2 separate regions of the Dromaius novaehollandiae genome follow, and region 1 is linked to region 2. A link is a contact called in public Hi-C data. All regions are on one chromosome and are shown on one strand. The core of a region is the stretch at or near the end of the contact, and the rest is flanking DNA. Distances in the headings are between cores, read along the strand shown.

Region 1 (6,316 bases), core at 137-2,636, 150 kb before region 2:
TTGTTCAGGGCACATGTATGAACATGTAGCTACACAAGTTACATACCAAATAATTATTGCATACTGACACGTGGCCCAGCAAGGAACCATTACGAGGTATAGCTGAGCTGCACTCGCTTCCTTGCAACCATTAATAGCCGTGGAATAAGTCTCACTTTGTTTGTTATGACGGCTGTCAAGCTGCTGTACTCTAGCCGCTGCATTCAGGCAGTCCTCCTAAATCTCTACAGTACACCAGGGCATTCATAGGGTCTAACCTGACTTTAGTTTGTGCCTCCACTTTGCATGCTGCGTGTCAAAAGCTGTGGTCAGAGATAATATTCATGTCCCCATGTAAAATAGGGTTAGGATCAACAATTCAGCTTTAAGCCAAAGACAGTTCAAATGTTAATGGCACAATCACCTCACAAATGTCATTTGCATCCACTTGATTTTAAACATTCCTCTGTTCTCATTCCCTCTTTGATCAATATGCATTATACTTTTATTCATAATGCAAAATCTTCCATGTCTCACCTTCATTTATTGAAAAACTTTGTCCAAGAGTTCCCAGTCCTACCTTAAGCCATGATTGGGCCTAGTTTTTTCCCAGCTTTAGGAAAAAGTTCTTCTCCTTGCATTTCATGGAACCAAAATAAGGGAGAGTGCATGCAGGGGAGAAATTCAGGGGTGAACGACTTGCAGCCTCCCTCATCAGGAAGACAAGGGTTCTCAGTGATTTATCAAGATGTTGCACTTTGGCATTTTGACACATTTATTGTTACGTGGTGCTTCCTCCTGCACAAAAGGAGATTTGAAGTGATTCACCTAGGATTCTCCAGGGTGGGCTGCAGATTTTTAGAAATAGTTTTCCAGTATTGTATAGGAATTCAGCAAGCTGTGAAACGATGAGGGTTCTGAAGGATTAGAAGTCACATTTCATTTATTCCTGAATGAGATGTTCAGTTTTCCCTACTTGATTTACCATGTTAGCAAAATAAACCATGCTATTAATAAGCTGGTATAAGCTGCACTGAAGTGTAATGAGTCAATCCTTTTAAATAGTTTTCAGTAGATGCAAGATTTAGGATTAGCCTAACAACTTAACCATAATATGCATTTAACTGTTACAGCAGTGTGTGAGGTATTAGTCTGAAAAGGGAAGGTGATAATGCATGTTTTCACATAGAATGAATGAAAGTTTGCCAAAACTCTGACTGAAATGATATATGACAGTCCCTACATTGGCACTGTCCAGTTTTGCTGTTCCATCATATTTGTAAGTGGGATACAGGAATCTCAAATGCTTGTAGGGAACTTTTTCCCTCTGGTGTATATGCCTGCCTCTTTTCCACTGGCTGCATTTTGACTCCAGAGAGGAAAAAGGAAGCTGGCTTTTTTTTCCTAGAGGCCTTCTTGCTTCCTAGTTTGTCCGTGTGTGAGTAGGTATGTGCATCACTGACATCTACTGACCAAGTTAAAAATCACATCCTTGTCAGACAGGAACTGTCTTCGCTTGTAGTTTTTAATGCTGGATGCAAAAGCTGGTAGAAAAATTAAGAGCTTCCTCTCCTAATTCTCCAGTGAATCTAGATTCATAATGTGGTACGGGGGCATTTCTCCCAAGAAAGTCTATCTGAAATGCCAGTGCCACCATCACCCAGGCTTTGCTGCCCACCTCACCGCATTCATCCCAGTTCATCCTTACTTTATTGCAGAGGTGCAAGTGCTTGGCCCACAGGGACGAGGACCAGATGAAAAACCCAGCTGTGCCTCTGTGGAGCTGTGTGTGAGCCAGCATCACCTAGGAGGAAATTCAGTCCCAAGGCCACATGGGCCACCACATCAGCAAAACTTGCATGAGCTGAAATCAGCAGGCTAAGTAGTTGGTTCGATTTTAGCCAGGTACACTTCTCATGTTTTCATCTGTCAGTGAATAAATAGGTTCTAATAGGGAAGGAAGTTGGATATGCAAGTAACAAAGCTCTCTCCCAGGTCCCTGGTTAAAGACCTGCAGAACTCAATAATATCACAACACTGTTCATCAAAGCCCATTAACCTTTCTCTTGACTGTACCAATCACTTCAGAGAAAATTTAAGAAATCCTATAGTAAACCAGTGGACATACAACATCTCTCCGCATCCATCAGTTAATGATTATCACTCGTTCCAAAGCACAAATGCTTATTTTCCTTCTTTTAAATCCCAGCTGATGCTTCTCTGGAAGTTGAGAATGTTCCTTCAGATGTCTAAAGCCCATTTATTATCTGCTTGGTAAACTTCTTTTTCTTTCTGCTATTTTTAAGTCTACTGTCTCTTACTTAACTACATTATAAGAAACAAGAAAAACAAGCATCTAACCCACATTTTCTATATTATTAATTATTATTGAAACATCTGATTCCTTTCTCTACCAAGAGTCATCCAGACCTCTTTCCATACCCAACATTCTATATTCATTTATTACCCCATCCCTTTCAAGGCTTAAAAATGCTAATATCTATTATTGAGCTAGTTCTAGGCCTTGTAAAATCAGTGTGTATGCTTAATCATCCCCCAGGTGCAGCCAAGCCACTTGCCAAAGCACAAAGGCTATGAGCAATAAGGACACATCCCAGGGCACAGAGCACAGAAGGGCTATGCTTTGCTATGGGATTTCTCTGTTGCAGAGGCACAGGGCTGTTCTGCACCTTGTGCCGGGGCTGCGTGCAGACAGCCTAGGTTAGCACGGCACATGTCAGCATGAAGTGGATGCACACAAAAAAGGCACATGGACCCTGAGCTTCCTGGAACTATGTAAAGGAGACTATCCCCAAGGTGGAACAGGCATAAAGCGACATTCATGTGCATACGACCAACTGAACAGGTTGGTCAAAGAATAAATACTTCATGTTGTACTGTCAGACTACGCCAGCAAAAGAACAGCTCCTATCACACCCTGCCTGTCTTTGACTCTCTTAATCTTTAGAGATAAGCTGATTAGACTGCAAACATTTGCAAAGATAAGGAAGTGGTCTGGGCCATTATCAGGCATGCTATTTTCAGAATGCTCTCCAGTAACGATCTTTATGAGGAATGCCATTTAGTTGGCTTTTTATGCATGTTATTGCACAGTTCCTTGAAGTTGGGTTTGGGGTTTTGGGGGGGTTCTTTTGAAGAACACATGCTAACACTTTGACCATGACTTCCAGAAAGGAGGCAAGAAACCTCCATACTTTTCTTAGAAAAATAGCTCTAGGCAGGGATGAGAAACCCTCTTGTTCCAGTGCAGTCCAGATCAATGGTGCTATGAAAAAGATTTCTGGGTCAAGCTGAAATGCATTAGTCAGGGAGTAAAATGTATTCCTGCTTCCTTGAAGGAGGAAGCCAGTGGATGCGGCTCCTTGCTGACTTCCCCCTCTGAAAGTTAGCAGCCAGAAATAGCTGCTATTTAACAATGTGTATGCTGACCTCTCGTGGCAAGTGAGCATTAAAACCACATACCTTTCACCGAAAGTTGGAAACTCAAAACTTTTCTCTTAAACGGAGGTGACAGTGAACCGGCAGGACAGGGGCCAGAGGCTGGACAGAAATCCTTGATGCAAGCAATATCTAACAAGCGGAGACAATAATTTATTTACAGAAGTCTGGAGAGCAACTACCAAGAAAAATAAAATGAGCATTTATAAATGTAGTAAGTCCCTTACCAAATCTTTATTTTTCTTGTGCTTATAGTGATTTTGGTGTATTACAATGACTTGCCACCTACCTTAAAATACATTAACTGTGGATGAAATTATTGGAGATGTGAAACTACAACAGCTATTTTAGTCAATGTGCTCGTAATCCTCATAACGTGGTGCTAATTCGTTGACTTACGCCAGATTTCATTTCTTGGCAGTGAGATATTTTGAGACAAAGAAATAAAGAAGTAACACCCAGAGGACGTGCTGTCAGCGTCTGTCTCAGTTTCTGATATAGCACAGTGAAATAATGTATGAATTAAATGAGTTTCAAGGATATCTGTCCCTTGCCCAGCCATTCATCTCATGCTCTGTGTCAGTGTTCATCCCTGATACACATCCCCTGTCCTACTCTTTTTACATTCCTGGACAGTGTGAAGCTGACTTGAAGTCTTGATCTCTGATCTTTCATGCACTGAAACACATGTGTCAATGCTGTTCCTCCAGCTCCTAAAGTCTGGGATGCCGAGAAGGCTGGCAGCTTCTGTGCCGCTGAAAGCTTTCTCACCACTGGTCATGCTTATCTAGTAGACTTCATTATTTGTTATATCTTCATCTCAAAATTCCCAGTAACCCTCAGTGAAGCTCTTTTTAGGCATTGCTTCTGCGTGTTCTTCACCCTGTGTTAGAAGCTGTGTACGCTTCTCCTCTAAACAAAGCATGGACTTAACACCTACATAGAGCCACACACAGACTCACAGAACGGTTGGATTTGAAAGGGGCCTCGGCAGATCATCTAGTCCAACCCCCAGGAGGTTGCCCAGGACCATGTCCAGAAGGCTTTTGAATATCTCCAGGGATGGAGAGTCCACAACCACTCTGGGCAACCTGTTCCAGTGCTCAGTCACCCTCACAGAAAGAAAGTTTTTCCTTATGTTTAGCTGGAAATTCCTGTGTTTCAGTTTGTGCCCGTTGCCTCTCATATTGTTACTGGACACCACTGAGAAGAGTCTGGTGGGGACCTGTTCTGGAGACCTGAAGAGTCTGCTGGAAAACTAAAAAATAATTTTTTTTCTAATCTGTTCTTTGGCTGCATACTTTTGCTTTTTGCTCCTAGCTCTTTTTCTAGAGTCTCACTGCATCCCAGGCATGGTGACTATGCTGAGGCTGAGCTTGCTCTCCCAGCAGTTACCAAAAGTGCTGGAAGGAGGCTGAGAGTGAGACCAGGGCAGTCAGCAGGAGTGTCAGAACAGTAGGCCAGCTTCCTCCATATGAAGAAAAAGACCACTGTTTATTAAGGTTTATTAAGAGCCTCAAAGTTAAATCATGCAAAAGATGTTTGTAAGTTAGTCACTGAAAACTCCTCAGCACCCTGACTCATTATGAAGAACGAGTTAAGAACAGCCTAAGTGGTAAAATATGTGAACCTTTTATATCCACAGAAAGAGCCATGGGACTATAGAAAGGTTTTATAAACTGCCCATAATCGGCACTCTTCTGAAGGATTTTTTGTGTAAAAAAAGCACTTGCTGCAAGTCTACCATCACCACCACTAGGTGGTAGTAACAACGCGGTTGATTTCTTGATTTTTTGGAAAAAAAGATCGACAATTTTACGTGTTCATGGCTCGGAGTGAAAAGTTTGTTAGATGATGATGAAACACCCATCAGACTTCAGATGTCAATGGAAACCACAGGCGCATAGTCCAACAGTGGGAAAGAACACGGGCTCCACCAGAGCGTAGCCGCAAACAGCATGGTTGCAAAAACTAGAGATTAAAAGCTAGTTATGGAACAGCACAGGAATGACGGAACAGCCGAGTGCAAAGGGAAGGAGTTGCTCTCATTTCCTCTGTAGGTTTGCCTTTTTAATGTCTTCAGAGTTCAAAGCCATAAAGATTTAGATTCCTGGCTAAATTCCTGCTTTTGCAATAGCACCCACTTTTGCACTAGCACTGGGCTACTGTGCTGTAAAGTCCATGGCACACTTAAAAACTTAAAAGCCTAACCAAACTCTGATTTTTTTTTAACTGAAATAATATAAAAATGGTTATATAAGATAAGGATGTCTCTGCCGATTTGCCTGGGTATCCTTCTCTCTCCATGGCTTTGGGTCATGAGACTTCTGCTAGGCATTGGTTCAGTTCCAGTGGAACCAAACTTACGTTTGCTAATGTTGAAACATGTCTCGACCCATGCCTTGTCCTTGTGTTCCCAAAAGTTAACGTTGTTCAAATGAAAATCTCACCAAATAAAGAAAATGAATCTGTGTTCATTAGACCAATGTCCAAACATTGTACTGCACAAATATTTTTTTCACCTTTGCAGCAAAGTCCTTGTATAGACAGCACACTAAAAAACATAGCTGCACATAGTGCAGCTGAGATTTATTCACAAAGCAAATTATACCGAGATATATGTTTTTAATTCTATCTGTGTCTAGATTAGCACATACATCTGTTGGTGGAAGTACTTCAGCTGGTGTAAGTACTCGTATCGTCATTACACTTAACAGCATATTTGATGCTGCAGTTGAAAATACATGACAATACTTGGACTTGCACCAACATATGCTTAGTTGTTGTCTGTGATAAGGACTTGTTTGATTATTGCTCTTAAGAAATGAATCTTTTACCTTGGCTGTAGAACCACTTCCATATTCTGTAATCTTTACCA
Region 2 (5,868 bases), core at 883-3,382:
AATCAACTTTACTGAAGAATGGGTTTAAGAATGGGTTAGATAAGTGCCTGTCAAGAAGGACATAGGTATTTAAGATACTGCCAGAGGACCCTTCCAGCCCTGTGATTCTATGAGTAAAAGATTTGCTCCTGGTGTGAAGGGAAAAGTGAATGCCAACAGGTTTTTAATTAACTACAGACTTGTAAAGAAAACCTTACTAGATGAACCTCATCTAGAAAATCTATAATGTTTGCCAGATCTTCTAATGTAATTTCTCTTCTCTATAAATGAAAGTGGAATCCAGGCTCAGCTCCCCATTTAGGATATCCCTGGCTTTGAGATACTAAAGTGAATTATGTAGATAAAATATTTTTTAAACATTATTTATTGTATTGTTATTACTATTGATAAATCATCCAATTTCCATAATGTGATGAACCAAAATACAGAAACTCAATGTTTTTAACCCATTTCCACTTAGCAGGCAGGTGTTTTGAATATTGTAACAATTATCTGAGTCACCTAGAAAGAGATTTACTATAGCTTATGTTTTCTTATTCTTCAATTGATAAAGCTTTGTATATTCTCTTTAAAACATGAGTAATTTTATCATAATACCTTCCAAAATGCAAAATTCATGTTTCAAAATGTATGGAAGAGACAATGCAGTAAGAAATATGATTTAGGAACTAATGCATACATATTACATGATAATACATAGACAATACACTAGATAAGTGCTGTCTATGACTTCTTTAAAGGAATTCTCAAAGATCTGCACAAAATCATATGATTTAAAATAAAAGTTAGTCCACAGGAACACATTTTGTTGAACTCCATCTCTTGTGGGAACAACAGCCTCTGACAGAAGGGTAATGATAAATAGGTAGGGGCTTTGATGTGACAAAGGCCTGAAGCTCTAGAGTTCAAAAAGACTTCAAAAGTAAGTGCACAAGAACTGGTCTGTAGGAAATAGGGAACTTAGCAGCTTGAGGCTACTAGTTTCAATCTCGCCTAGAAAAACGTTCTGAAAGGTGTTGCCATGATCTGCATAGGAAAAGGTGATCTGTCTCTCTTTGGTGTGACCCTTTTGTACAGATGTCCACTTCAAAAACAGCAAAACAAAACCCCAATAATTATTCTTTTTAAGCCTCCAACTATAGCTGAATAAAACTGGAAAGCATTTCCTTTGGCATTGGTAGGTGAGACCCTTCCAGTTTGTGACACGTCTAAAACAGTCTGAGGACAACTGCACTGAACTGGGTGTGATACATTTCCATTGAGGATCAACCATGTGAGTCTTCAGGACTGACCTTACAACACATTTTACCTGCCCCTATTTTCCATTTTCTGAAGTTTACTAAAAACCATGCTCCTCTACAGTCTTATATTGGTAGTGTATCACTTTATTTTAGCCATCTAGTCTTCTACGAGTTAGTTTATAGGACTTAAGAGAGGGTGTTTTTATGTTTTCATACACTTTGAGCAGATGGAAAATAGAAGTGGTGACTGAAACAAAATTCCTCCTCACATATAAAAAAGCTCCGATGTGATTACTCTGCCCTCTGCCGGGACTCATTACACAGAAGGAAATGACACAGGACAAACCAGTCAAGGATAAGGATTTATACTAGCAGCTGAAGGAAAACAGCAGAATCTGGTTTATGCAGTTTTCCAGACATAACGTTGCAGTGCTTGCTCAGCTCCCTGCTGCAAGGGCTATGTGCTGTTCAGTACCACAGCTAATGAGCCTAAAGCCATCTTGGACATGTTAACATGAGAGGCAGCTGCACCTCAGACTGATTTTTTTAAGTGCACAAGCTTTATTAAGAACAGAGCCTCGTGATTCATACCACAAGGCACTCTCCACTGCACCCTGAAATGTTATCTAAGGAAACATGAGGTGGCCCCATCTCACAGTCAGGACAGTGCTGCGTGTGGGTACCCCACACCAAAGAGTGGCCATCTCTTCCCAGGTAGAAGGAAGGCCGTCTCACGCCTACTTCCCCCCACAACGATGCGTCCAGGGGCTCCAGGCCCCCGACCCGATCCCCTCGCCTCAGGGCCCCTGGCCGACCTCAACTCCCACACCCAACGGCTTCCCGCCGCGCGTGCCCCGCCCGCCTACACGCATGCGCGGCCGGGCCGGCGCCCGCCCCAAAGGACTACATTTCCCAGCATGGCCCAGCCCGCACCGTGGCAGGCACCGCCGAGCCTCAGGGTGTAGGTAGAAGGAGCTGGCAGTTAGGGCGGGGCGGACACGGGGGGTTCGCGGAAGGTGGCGGCGACATGGAGGCCGGCGCGGGGGGCTCGCGCGCGCTGCCGGCGGGCGACGCGCGGCCGCGGGGCCACCTGGCCGCCCTGGTGCTGGCGCGCGGCGGCAGTAAGGGGATCCCGCTGAAGAACATCAAGCTGCTGGCCGGCGTGCCGCTCATCGGCTGGGTGCTGCGCGCCGCCCTCGACGCAGGGGTCTTCCACAGGTGCGCATGCGCCTCCACTCCGCCGTTCCCCCCCCCCCCCCCCGGCGTTGCGGCGGGGTTGGGGGGGGGGGGGGGCTGGCGCCATGTTAGTGGAGGGGACGCGGGGCTCCGCTGCAGGCAGAGAAGGTGGGCCGGAGGTTTTGGGGTGCTGGCTGAGGTGCCGGGGAGCCCCGGCACGGGGGGGGGGGGGGGAGCTGCCTGGGAGCGTGGCGGCGGGGGGGCCTGCCTAGGGCAGGCTCCTGGGGCAGCGGCCCCTTTCCAGCGGGCTTAACCCTGAGAGAGTCTGACGCAAAATCTTAAATACAACTACCAGTAGAGAGACTCATTCTGTTATTATAGAGGGAGCAGTCCGTCCCTCGGTGTCAGAAATTTTCTAGACCCCTTTAAAAGCGCTGTGCCATCAGTCAGTGTACATATTACACAACAAAACTTTGTTAGTTAAATGGGTAGAGTATGTTTGAACTAGCCAACCTGAAGCACAAGGAAAATATCTCTCACTTTGGCATTTGTTTACATGGGTGTGACTTGATGTTGCTGTCATGGTCATACTTATTACAGTGATCCCATGATGTCTTTGAATGGAAAAACTTAAGCATCATTTGCTATGTACAGTATGTTGAGAATGCCAATAGTTTTGTAAGAATAAACTTTTTCACTTTTTTTTATATATATACTGTATGCTTTTCTGTAAAAATGATTGCAGCAGTGGTGCACAATGCTCAGCCAGTGTTTGTCATCACCTAATAGCCAGATTTAGCCCTTCCCTTTGTAAATGTTTATCATACCTAAATAATAACAATCTTGCTTTACCAGTATGAGAGCTTTTTTGTGCCAAAATGTCTGTGATGGCAACTCAAAAGGCTCTTGCCCTGGGATTGGAAGGAGACTAACCAATACATTCCATTATACTTGCAGAATAAGCTAATTCTATAGCTGAGTAGCAGTTTTGTTTGTTGTCAGGATTGTTTCTGAACTCCTGAGTGATTCTGAATACATCATTTCACCCATTCATCACTCAGTGGTCTGTTAGTGGGCCTAGCAAATTGTAGCATACTGACATTGCATATTTATGGTAACATTTCTGTATTTGGTTTTGCTCAAGCAACCTACATGCATGGTAGATCAAGTACCATACAGTATTAAATTGAAATGCAGCTCAGACTTGAGAGTTTACAAACTAGCAAGTGTGTTTTTGTTCTTTATTTCTAAAAGTTGTTCATTCTTGTACTGACAGGGACGTTTTAACAACACAAGGATATAAACTAGTTCTCTTTTCTTCATTGCCAGATTTAGTCCGTGGATAAGCCAGGGTGTTGTTCAGGTTAGCAGGCTATGACAGGCAAATTAGTAATGGGTTAGCAACCTATTGCTTCTGTAGCCATTATGTTTCATTTTAATAGGGTCTGAGGCAAGCTAAGTTGTTCATATAATTATTCATTTCTGTCACTGTCTGCCAACAGTGTATGGGTTTCTACAGACCATGATGAAATTGAGAAGGTTGCAAAGCAGTTTGGTGCTCAAGTTCATCGCAGAAGCCCTGAAGTGTCTCAAGACTCTTCTACTTCTCTAGAAACTATCAGAGAGTTTCTTAATCGTCATCATGGTACATCAGTATTATTTGTTTGGTTCCAGTAGCAAAATGTGCTGAGCTTTTGTATTTTATTATAAACTTAGAAATATGATGCATTTATTTTATTTTATTTAGAAAAATAAGTAAAGCCTGTACTAAATATAAGCTAGTAAGGTTCTCCTTTTTAAGTGGTATTTGCTCATGTCACAGTTTGCAATTGTGTGCATTAAAAAAATCACTGTTTCATAAATGTTTATTTTTCTTTAGAGGTTGATATTGTAGGAAATATTCAAGCAACATCTCCCTGTTTACATCCCAGTGATCTTATAAAAGTGGCAGATCTGATCCAGAAGGAGGGCTTTGATTCTGTCTTCTCTGTTGTAAGACGGCATCAGTTCAGATGGAGTGAGGTAAAAAAAGGAGGTAATATTTAGTTTTTTCTGGTTACAATTATACTCAATAAAAATTCTATTCATGTAGTTTACGTTCATACCTATGGTATGATACAGTAGGAAGTGATGTCAGAGGCATACGCCGAAGTCCTGGAGGGCAATGAGATCACTTGGAAATTTCTTCAAGTAGTGCTGGTTTTATATGATCATTATTTTTATAGCAAGTTTATATCTGATCATTCTTCATTGTTTTGTAGAAGTGATGAGATGCTGAAAGTGCAAATGTTATTAAAATGTTTAGGCTCAAAACATAAATCCCCAAAACTTTGTGTCAACTCCTGCTTGGCAGGTATTCAGGTATATACTGACATGACGCTGCGGTCTTATCTTATCTAGGAAAATATTTTGTTCTTACTTTGCACTGACTAGTAAAAGGCTGATGTAAGGTAAAGTCTCAATGAAGATGGGATGGCAGCCTGTTAGCCTGGTGGCTTATGGTTTATTTCAGCATGTTAATTCATCTGCAGGCTTATGTCAATTTGTGAACTGCCTTTGAGTCATGAATTCTGAACTCATGTTGATTAGCTCATACAGAAGAATGTGACTATTTCTGGTAGAGAAAGTGTGCTTCTCCGCTACAGTTGCCAAGATGAATACAGACTGAACTCTACCAGTAAATAAAAATTGTGCCTACTTGTAGCTATAGAACTACGTTTCATACTTGTACAAATATCTATACCCCACGTGTTATCTGTGTTGTTTTTATTTCTGTGGCTAAAGCAGAAATGTTTGCTTCTATTTTTTCTCAAAGTGGTTAGTTCAGTAACGTCCACATCATTATTATTTTTTTAAATAAAAGAATGTATTACTCGGGTTACTGTGGGTTTTTTTTTTTTTTTTTTTTTTTTGAAACCTAAAATGCATCAGATGTCAATTTTTTTTTACTAGTTTATAGAGCATTGTACTGTAGAAGAGCATGTGAAATATAATTGAAGCATGGTACTAGAGATGGAATAAAAGTTAGGCCTTTGATTAGAATGAACAGGCAACTCGAACATCCTCATTGTTTCTGATAAGAGGAGAAGTAACGTGGTGCAATTTGTATGTAACATGTAAGAGGAACATCAAAATCATGGCTGAAAGTTTAGGATTCTGTGGATTGCATTTTAGGCAACCAGGACTAAGTCCACTTAACATCTTGAAATGCTAGAACGGACATCTGTGAAAGAGTAAATCTCATTTGAATGTACCATGTGGCTTCCTGAAGCGATTGTGTGGCATCAAGTCTCCATAGGTATTTGACATCCTGTACTGGCTTCTGTGAATTCCCTGTATCTTCAAAGTATTAAAATGAAAAAAAAGTCTCAACGCCTACCTGAAACAGAAAATCATTCTTTAGTATCAGGTGACATGTAAGGTCTTTTAATGTGGTGGAAGATGAAGAATC

The links. A called contact is a pair of places that touch in the nucleus more often than the background predicts.
Region 1: a contact with region 2 is called in a Hi-C map of ovary, with 3 times the contacts expected there. The contact joins the enhancer-like site here to the promoter of CMAS in region 2. A contact is called at or near these places in 3 of 4 Hi-C or Micro-C datasets (brain, liver and ovary).

Annotation. Positions count from the first base shown.
Region 1 is chr1:71,263,226-71,269,541 of bDroNov1.hap1, reverse strand. No RefSeq gene overlaps it. Among named protein-coding and RNA genes, the nearest start is that of KCNJ8, 34 kb to the right of the region's middle. Within about 2 kb of position 1,386, at least 1 of the 2 cell types and tissues checked has open chromatin away from gene starts, as enhancers often do.
Region 2 is chr1:71,114,303-71,120,170 of bDroNov1.hap1, reverse strand. CMAS (cytidine monophosphate N-acetylneuraminic acid synthetase) reads left to right here and starts at 2,132. Exons shown (of 8, transcript XM_026092682.2): 1 at 2,132-2,459; 2 at 3,920-4,062; 3 at 4,297-4,452. The coding sequence starts at 2,269.